2 separate regions of the Sus scrofa genome follow, and region 1 is linked to region 2. The links are chromatin contacts, called in public HiChIP or PLAC-seq maps. All regions are on one chromosome and are shown on one strand. Each heading gives the region's core, a stretch centred on a gene start, on an enhancer-like site or on the middle of the called end of the contact. The rest is flanking DNA. Distances are from core to core; before and after follow the strand shown. Region 1 holds the start of APRT (adenine phosphoribosyltransferase). Region 2 holds the start of ANKRD11 (ankyrin repeat domain-containing protein 11).

Region 1 (4,432 bases), core at 546-3,045, 430 kb after region 2:
AGTCCTGCTTAGCCCCGCTCGCTTATCCGGAGCAGCCGGCGAGGGCTCCGGTGGTGTCCTCTGCTCCCAGGGCTGCAGCAGACCCCCTCCGTGACGCCAGCCCCGCTTCCTGCGCCCTCGCTGCCCCCCTCTGCTCTGCTTCCTGATCTACATCCGGCCCTGCAGGGTGGCCTGCGTGACCCCAGGGCCACCTGGCACCATCCAGGGCAGGAGAGGGCGTGACCCATGGCTCTCGCCGGCTCCGAAGCTCCGATTCTGTAACACAGGAGCCTCTGAGGGCCTGGCCGGGGACCGTTCTATGGATGACTGTGGACGGGGACACCTGGGTAGGGGGGACGAGGCGACACCACGAGGGCTTCCTCCCCGGGGGCATGAGAGTTCCCTTTCGTTGCGGGGAAAACATCGCCACACAAAGCAGGTGTGCCCGGGAAGGTGCTGGGGAGCCCTCACACAACAAGCAGTCTCTCCCTGGGCATCCGGGCCCAGCCTGCAGAGTTTTCCTTGGGAAGTCTGGGCCAGCGCCTCAGCAGCCTGGCTCCTTCTCTGCTACAGCGGCCGTGGAGGCCGAGGCTGTGCGCAGCTTGCTCACCCCTCCTGTTCAGCAGCAGACGGCCGTTAACAGCGGGCTGCTGGCTGCTGCGCCGGCCTCAGGCGCTGGGTTGCTTCCAGGCGGTGCCCGCTGGCTTGCACCCCACAGCTGTGGAGGTGGGGCAGGAATGGGAACTGCTGAGTCCAGAAGGGCTTAAATTAACTGCATGTTCTCTTTCTGAATTTTCATTCCCCAGAACTGGGCGCCCCCGGGCTGTGAAAAGCTGGGGAAGTGCCTCACGCCCCCGGAATCTGTCCCGGAAAAATGCTCCTGGCCCCACTAGCACCTGCTGGGCTGAAGCCACGTCCGGGATCTCCCCAGACCTGCAGCTGCCAGAGGCTCTGGCCTCTGGGCTCCAGGGCTGCCCTCTGCCCTGCCCAGTGCCAGCCTGCGCCACCTGCAGCCAGCAGCGGGACCTGCAAGGCCATGCCTGCGCGAGCCCGGGCCCTAGAGTCACTCCCTCTCAGCCTGCCGGATTCAGGCTGCCTGATTCTGCCACCTCTGGCCGCCATCAGCCCCTGAACCAGATGCTGCCTGTCTCACAGGCTCCCCCTCTGCTCCACCTGCCTTCCTGGCCGGACCGATCCAGGGCCCAGAGCGTGTGACTTGCTCTGGCTGCCCCAGCAGTCCGTGGTGTCAAGGAGGGTAGCTGTGCCAGTCCTGTGTCACCCCTTGCCATTATGCAGGGGGGGTGCCCTGGCCCCACCCCCCATGATGGGGGTTTGTGAACATGGACGGGGGAGCAGACCAAGATCCTCCCTGACCTGGATCCTCGGCAGCCAAGGCTTCCCGAGGCCGGTGGGGACAGCTGATGCCACCACCTCACCCCTGACGCCAGCACACTCTGGGCCTGTCAGTGCCTCACAGCTGCCCTGCTTGCCCTCCTCCCCTTGAGCCCAGGGTGGCAAAGCTTGACGATGAGCCTGGGCAGGTCTGTGCAGACTCCAGCCACCCCACCCTGAAAGCCTGGGGACCATATTTCCATTCTGCAGGTTGTCAGGCCAACTCTGCTGTTTTTAAGACTTGGGAAATTTTGAAAAAGCAGTTCTAGAATACAGGAACAGGCATTTTAGCTCTGGTTTGTTTTCTTTTTAGTGAGATGCGCTTTGGGGGCAGTTGTTGCCTCTGGTATGGTGGGGGCTGGAGTGGGCCGGGCCAAGCATCCCCCCCACTCCCCCGCTCCCCCGCTCTCCCAAGAGTCCAGCAGGTCTGGGAAGGGCTTCCACTTCTCCCTCGCCCCTGCCCAGGCCATTGGTCCTTCGAACTGCTCACCGCCTCGGGCCCTCCCCTCAGGCTTCCGCACCGCTCTCCTGCTCTGAACCCCTCCTCGGTTCCCCAGGCACTCGGCGCGCTCCTGGGGGAAGGCCCGGGCCGTGCCCTGTGTGCACACGCGCCCGGAATGCGCCCCGCCTCCCCGCCAATCCGCCCCGTGCGCGCGCCCCCCTCGCAGAACGCTGCAGGCGCTGAGCCGAGACCCGGGAGGGAAGGGAAAGCCGGTGCCCGCCCGAAACCTGGGGTGCCGGCCGTAACCACACCAAAGACCTGCGAGCAAGCGCCCTCGACTCGGACAAAACCTGATGAGGCTTTCCCCGAGAGCCCGGCCGGGCCCGCGCAGACGTCCCTGGGGCGGAGACGCCTCTGAGGAAACTAGCTCGAGTCTCAAAAAGGCTGGCACCTGAGATTCGATGAAATACGGTACTTCCTCCAGGGGCCGGCGGGCTCCGCCCCTCGGGCGCAGCCCCTCCCCGTGGCGCCCAGCCCCGCTCCTTCCGCACAGGCGCGGGATCGCGGAGCTCGCGCCCCGCCGCGCCCCTGGCGCTCCGCCCACCCCTCCTGCGCAGGCGCGGAGCCGCCGGGCCCGCCGCTCGTGCTCAGGACACGCGCGAACGCGGCGATGGCGGATCCTGAGCTGCAGCTAGTGGCGCGGCGTATCCGCAGCTTCCCCGACTTCCCCGTCCCCGGCGTGCTGTTCAGGTACGGGCAGCCGGGCCACGTGGGGCTGCGCGGCCCGGGCTGTCGGGGCGCGGGGGGTTCCGCGTGGGCTTGAGAGTCACCAAGCCCGTCCTTGCGTGCCAGGGATATCTCGCCTCTCCTGAAGGACCCCGACTCCTTCCGCGCCTCCATCAGTCTGTTGGCGAATCACCTGAAAAAGGCCCACGGGGGCAGGATTGACTACATCGCGGGCAAGTGGAGCGGCCGGCGTCCGCCGGGTCCCCGCGGCTGCTCACCGCTGTCACGCCCCGTGAGGGCGCAGCATCGGGGGCTCTTTTTCTTGGGCAGGGCAGGCGCGGGGAGGGTGGTCCCACCGCTTCTGCTGGCGGGAGGACGGGGGCGGCGTGTCGGGGGTCCTTCGGGGAACCCGCCGGGGCCGCGAAGGCGTGTGGGTTGTCATAACAGGCCTGCTGCCCCCCCTGGCAGCTCGGAGAGGGGTGGTAGCCCCGCACCCCCGGGTTCCCGGTCCCCAGCCCTGGAAAGGTGGGGCCGCAGGGAACTGCCCTGGGAATGTGCCCAGAATCCACCGGGGCCAGCCCGCTTTCCCGTTCCCCTTCTGTCATCGCGTATTGCGCGCACGCAGACCCTCGCCCCGGTGGAAGGTTTTAGGCAAGCCCAGGCCTGGGAGGACCCTGGCAGGTGGTGTCCCTCCTTGAGCGCCCCGCCCCTGATCCTCCGGTCGCTCCCGGAGGGCCTGAGGGGCCCCCGTATTGGCCTGAAGGCAGGGAGAGGCTGCGACTGGCGAATCCTGTGGCGGACTCTTGCCTCCAGAAGCCTTCCCCGCATTCCTGGGCGAGGCCGAGGCCCTGAGCTTCCCCTTCACAGCTCGGTCCACCCCGGTGCCGGTGCCCGGTCACTGCCTCTCCTGGACCGGGAGCTCCTGGGGCAGACCCTCCCTGCCTTTCAGCTAGCAGCCACCTCTGGTGTGCCGCTGAGCTTTAGAGAGGGGTCAGGGACTCGCCCAAGGCCACACAGCTGTTTACCAAGCACTGGGATGGCCCCCGCCTGGCTCCCGAGCTCCGCTCACCAGCCCCCAGCGCGCCCTGTGCGTGGTAGCACCAGCGTTCCCAAGCGAGGGGTGGCATAGGCCTTACCTTTGGAGCTAACAAAGGCACACGTCCTGTGTGGTGATAGCTGCTTGTCACTGTCCAGTCCTGACCCATGGGTACAACAGTGCTGCCCTGCCACACAGCTGCCCGCCCAACACCCCAGGTCTCGCCGACAGGCCTAGACTCCCGCGGCTTCCTGTTTGGTCCCTCCCTGGCCCAGGAGCTGGGCTTGGGCTGCATTCTCATCCGGAAGCGAGGGAAGCTGCCGGGCCCCACCGTGTCTGCCTCGTACGCGCTGGAATACGGGAAGGTGAGAAGGCTGCGGGCAGGGCTGCCTCCGTGGACCCAAGTGGAGCCGCCAAGGTTGGCGTGGACCCGGGAGCTGAGACGCTCAGGAGCTGGGCCGGGCTGACAGAGCCAGGAAACAGGGTGGGTTGGAACCTGGGGCCAGGCAGCAGCCCCTCACCAGCGGCCAGCTCTGCACAGCAGGGCCGCCTGGGGGAAGCCGCGGGCCACATGCCCACTTTCCTTTGCAGGCTGAGCTGGAGATCCAGAGAGACGCCCTGGAACCAGGACAGAGGGTGGTGGTTGTGGACGACCTGCTCGCCACTGGCGGTGAGGCTCCCCCCCGGAACACTCAGGCCTGGCGGCGCTGTTATCCAGTGGGGGTGGAGGCCGGGGTCTCGGCACTCTGGTCTCCCAGGGGGCTGCACGGCCTGCTGGGGGCCACCTCCATGCCACCCTCCCCGCCCCAACCAGGAACCATGCGTGCAGCCTGTGAGCTGCTGGGCCAGCTGCGGGC
Region 2 (4,369 bases), core at 389-2,888:
AACTCCCGAAAACTCCCAATTTTTTTCTTTGTGCCATTTTCTTGGGCCACTCCCGTGGCACATGGAGGTTCCCAGCCTAGGGGTCTAATCGGAGCTGTAGCTGCTGGCCACAGCAACGCGGGATCTGAGCCGCGTCTGCAGCCTACACCACAGCTCACAGCAACGCTGGATCCTTAACCCACTGAGCAAGGCCAGGGATTGAACCCGAAACCTCATGGTTCCTAGTCAGATTCGTTAACCACTGAGCCACGATGGGAACTCCAACTCCCAATATTTTTGAATTAATGTATTAAAGGGCACAACTTTTTCCTTTAGCCTGCACGTCTTTACTCTGTATTCCTACCCATTCTGCTTCTGTGGAACTTCACTTTTCTTTGGTCTTAGTATGACTTCAGATTATTTCAAGGCCACTTGCATCCGTATTCATATTTCCTACTTTAAATTCCCTATGTGGTTGAGGTCAGTGTTTTTCAAATGTTCCCAAGGATGAGTATTATCAGGGACCAAAATAAAAAATGCCAATTCTTAGTTCCCTCCCATCGAGATTGGCACAGCAGGTGGAGTCTGAGATTGCTACTGGCTAATTCTTACAATGGCAAATATAGCAATCCCTGGGACATCTTAGACAGGCTTGTCGGCCCACAGGTTGGCTGTAACTGTCGGGAGTCCCTTCACCTAGGGAAGCTGTGGGTTGTGGACGGGAAGGGCAAAACCCAGCTGCCTAGAGGCGTGAGAGCCTGGTCCAGTCCCGACGTGGCCCCAGGAGAGGGCACCGTCTGGGTCTCCCATTTGCTCCTTAAGAAAGAGGTCTGAGGAATTCCCGTCGTGGCGCAGCGGTTAACGAATCCGACTAGGAGCCGTGAGGTTGCGGGTTCGATCCATGGCCTTGCTCAGTGGGTTAAGGATCCGGCATTGCCGTGAGCTGTGGTGTAGGTCGCAGACGCGGCTCGGATCCCGTGTCGCTGTGGCTGTGGCGTAGGCCAGCGGCTAACTAACAGCTCCGATTAGACTCCTAGCGTGGGAACCTCCATATGCCTGGAGAGCGGCCTTAGAAACGTCAAAAAAAAGACAAAAAAAAAAAAAGAGGTCTGAGAGGTGAGTCGGTCTGCGGCCGGCGGCGGAACACCCCTAGTCTAGCAGCAGGTGCAGCCAGAGCAAGACCGAGTTGCTGTGAGCAGACAGAGCACTACAGGCCAATCCCCGCTGACCTCCTAGTGGATACCGCGGTTCTTGTCTTGCAGCGCCTTCCGCGCCAGACCCACTTTGGACGGCTCCCCTTGCCGCTTCCGGCACTTGGAAAGGCCAATCGTCACGTCGGAGAACCAAAGGCCCGCCCCTCCGCGATGCAGGTAGCCAATTCAAGCTGCTTGCTCCCGGCGTCCCGTGCGCCTGGTCGTACGACCTTGTCCAATCCGTCCCGGGACTTCCTTCTGGTCCCGCCCCGGCCTGTCCCAGAAGCTGTCAATCTTGCCGTCTCCCTTGGCCCCGCGCGCACTTCCTCCCCGACGCCGTGACGTGCGCAGCCCTGAGCCCGACTGCGGCGGGCCAATGGCGGTGGCGGATACGGCGGGCCAATGGGCGGCAGCGTCTCATGCGGCCTGCGCCGTCGCAGCCGCCGCCGGGTCCCGGAGCCAGAGGCCGCCCGAGCCGGAGCGCGATGGAGCGAGGGCCCCAGGCGGGGAGGCGTCGCCGAGCGCGCGGCCCGACGCCCCCTCAGTGAGCGCCCAACCGCCACGGCGCCGCCCGAGGGCGGACTCGCCTCCGCCGCCTCGCCGCCGCGCCAGAGCTCGGAGCCCGCGCTGCCTTCCCGCTCGGGCCGCGGGCCGGGGACGGGCCGGGGCTGCATGGCCTCGCCCGCGCGCCGCCCCTGAGCCGCGGGCCGGAGCCGGAGCCTGAACCGGTGAGAGCCGAGATCGCGCGGGGGTCGGGACGAGCGCGGGGCGTGGGGCGGCTTCGCGGCCTGCAGGCCTCCCGCGCCGGGCGGAGCTGCGCTGCAGGCTCGGCGGGTCTGGGGGCCGGGGTCCCAGGCAGCCCTGACGGGCCGATGGGGCTCCGGGCGGGCCTGAAGGCCTGGGGGGCAGTCGAAACGGCCGACGGCTGACTTCGGGCGGGCTTGGGAGCCTGGGGCCGCCGGGGGGCTCCAGGCTGGCCTTGGGGGCCTGGGGGGCTGCGGGTGGGCCTGGGGGGCTGCGGGTGGGTCTGGGGGGCCCGGAGGCCTGACTGGGGGCTCCGGGCGGGCCCGGGGACCCGGGGGGGCCTACGGTGGTCCCAGGACAACCTTGAGAGGCAGAGGGTGGGCTTGGGGCGAGTCTGGGGAGCTCGAGAGGCCGACGGGGCGCTCCGGGTGGGCCCGGGGACCCGGGGGTCCTTAGGCAGCCGGGAGGGGCAGAGGGTGGGCTCCGAGGGGGCCTTGGCGGGGCGGCCGGGCCGCCTCGAGGGGCCGACAGGGGGGCTGCAGGGGGCCCCGGGCACCTGGGGAGCGGGCCGCAGACCTCTGACCCGCGGGAGGGGCGCCTTCGCGGTGCGGGCCGTAGTTGTTATTCCCAGCGTCCCTATTATTATCGCTGTTTTGAAATGGGAGCAGGCGGCTTTGGGCTCTGAGCCGGAGGGGGCGGGCGAGCCGGGGCCCTGGAGGGAGAGGGGGCTTTAGGGCCGCAGGAGGCGCGTGGGCCCGCGGAGGGGCAGGAATGCGGGGCAGCGGCGCGGGGGTGTTTCGGGGGGAGGGTAGGCGGGACTGGGGGGCGGGGGGGGGAGGGAAGCGGCGGCGGCTGCAACAGCAGCCCTTGGCCTCAAGGAACAATGTGAGACGTTGCCTGAAATGTTAATTTCCGTTCCTCATTTCATCATCCCCTGGCAGGGCGGTAGCTGTGTGTGTGTGTGTGTGTGTGTGTGTGTGTATGTGTGTGTGTGTGTATGTGTGTGTGTGTATGTATGTATATGTAAGGTTGGCTCTGCCACATGGATTCAATTCCCTCTTAAAGAGGGATTGTGTTGTTAAATCTTTTATCTCTGCCGTTTTGGGGGGAGTCTTCATGTTTTTGAGGTCTGCTCTTTTCTTGGTCCCCCATCAAGGTTTTCTGCTTTCGTTGGGGTTTTGAAAGCTAGTTTTGTAGTCCAGCTTCCAAAGTTTTGGAAGCAGCTTTGGAAGATTAAGCTGGCCTAAGAGGACCCTGTGCTTTCAAAAGCATTTTCTTTCTAACAGTTTAGATGCAGCATGGTTTCATTGTTTCTAGAGGTTTTCAGAAATTTTATGTTTGTTTGCAGGAGCAGGGTGGCTTTGCCCATTTTTCGGTAGAGAGTTCGACTTGCAGGCTTCCTCACAGGGTGAGAGGGTTTCCCAAGTGATTTGATGGACGTCCTTAACATTCCTTTTCCAGTGAGGAGTGAATGTGTGCACAGTTGTTGTTGTAAAACTTAGACTATTTTGATCCTTTTGGGGGTGATGAAGTGCACTCAGCTAAAAGATGTAAGATGATACTGCTCGTGGAAAAAGTGCCCTTGAAACAGTTACTATTTTTGCTTTGTGCAAACCCAGTCAATGGCATAACTTGGATGCTTCTAAATCAGAGCCCCTGAGACCGTGCACTGCATGCCTTTGGGATCGTGGTCTCCCTTACTGAGTGGTGCTGTCCTGGAAGACCTGGAGTTCTGTTTGTGCTTTTGGAGGATGATTGCAAAAGTGCTCGGCAATCACTTTGAAACCGGGGTTAGAGAAGAAAAAGGGCACACATCTTGCTCAACTTAGATAGTGACCCCTGGTCCCCCGCCCTCCCTTCAGCTGTCGTCTGCGCTCTGTGGTGTCACGCTCTGGAGCAGGCTCTCCTTTGATGGGCTGGCTCTAATGAGGAAACAAAAGACCGAGTTGCTGAGACATTTTCCTGTGTTCTTCGTGCATGCCTCTTGAGTTAGTTAAAAAGCTACCCCAAAGATAGTGTCAAATTTGACCTAAATTTGAAACTTTGCAAGGTTTTCTTCTAATTTTTTTTGTATTGTGGGAAAATATACATAACAAAACTGACCAGAAAAAAATTTTTTTAAAGGTGTTGCATAGTTTTAAATTCCTCATTTGAAGTTGTACCTTTGTGTTTCCAATTTTGAATGTTTTTCTCAGGACCCTCTGGACCAGCGGTGATAATCACACTGCACCAGCAGGCCTTTCATCTCTCCAAACCAGATGGGCTGCTTGTGACTAGTGGCTGTCATGTTAGCTCTAATTACAGTGTTGATACAGTGACAAGTAGAACTTTCTACAAATAGCGTTAAGAAACTGTGCTATTTGTATTTGGGAGTATTTTTCAGGAAGCTTTGGGTGCCTTGGGTTTTTAAGCACATTTGATGTAGTAAGGTTATGTTTCATCAAATATGAGAG

Evidence for each region. HiChIP or PLAC-seq counts read pairs in DNA pulled down with a chosen protein or histone mark.
Region 1: a contact with region 2 is called in an H3K27ac HiChIP or PLAC-seq map of alveolar macrophages. The contact joins the promoter of APRT here to the promoter of ANKRD11 in region 2. A contact is called at or near these places in 1 of 47 Hi-C or Micro-C datasets (liver) and 1 of 2 datasets of contacts at active chromatin or transcription factors (alveolar macrophages).

Annotation. Positions count from the first base shown.
Region 1 is chr6:888,477-892,908 of Sscrofa11.1, forward strand. It overlaps APRT (adenine phosphoribosyltransferase), which reads left to right and starts at 1,796. Exons shown (of 4, transcript XR_002344435.1): 1 at 1,796-2,563; 2 at 2,666-4,059; 3 at 4,167-4,245; 4 at 4,390-4,432. GALNS (galactosamine (N-acetyl)-6-sulfate sulfatase) reads left to right here. Exons shown (of 14, transcript NM_213955.1): 14 at 786-1,661. The coding sequence ends at 872.
Region 2 is chr6:454,218-458,586 of Sscrofa11.1, forward strand. ANKRD11 (ankyrin repeat domain-containing protein 11) reads left to right here and starts at 1,639. Exons shown (of 14, transcript XM_021097042.1): 1 at 1,639-1,900.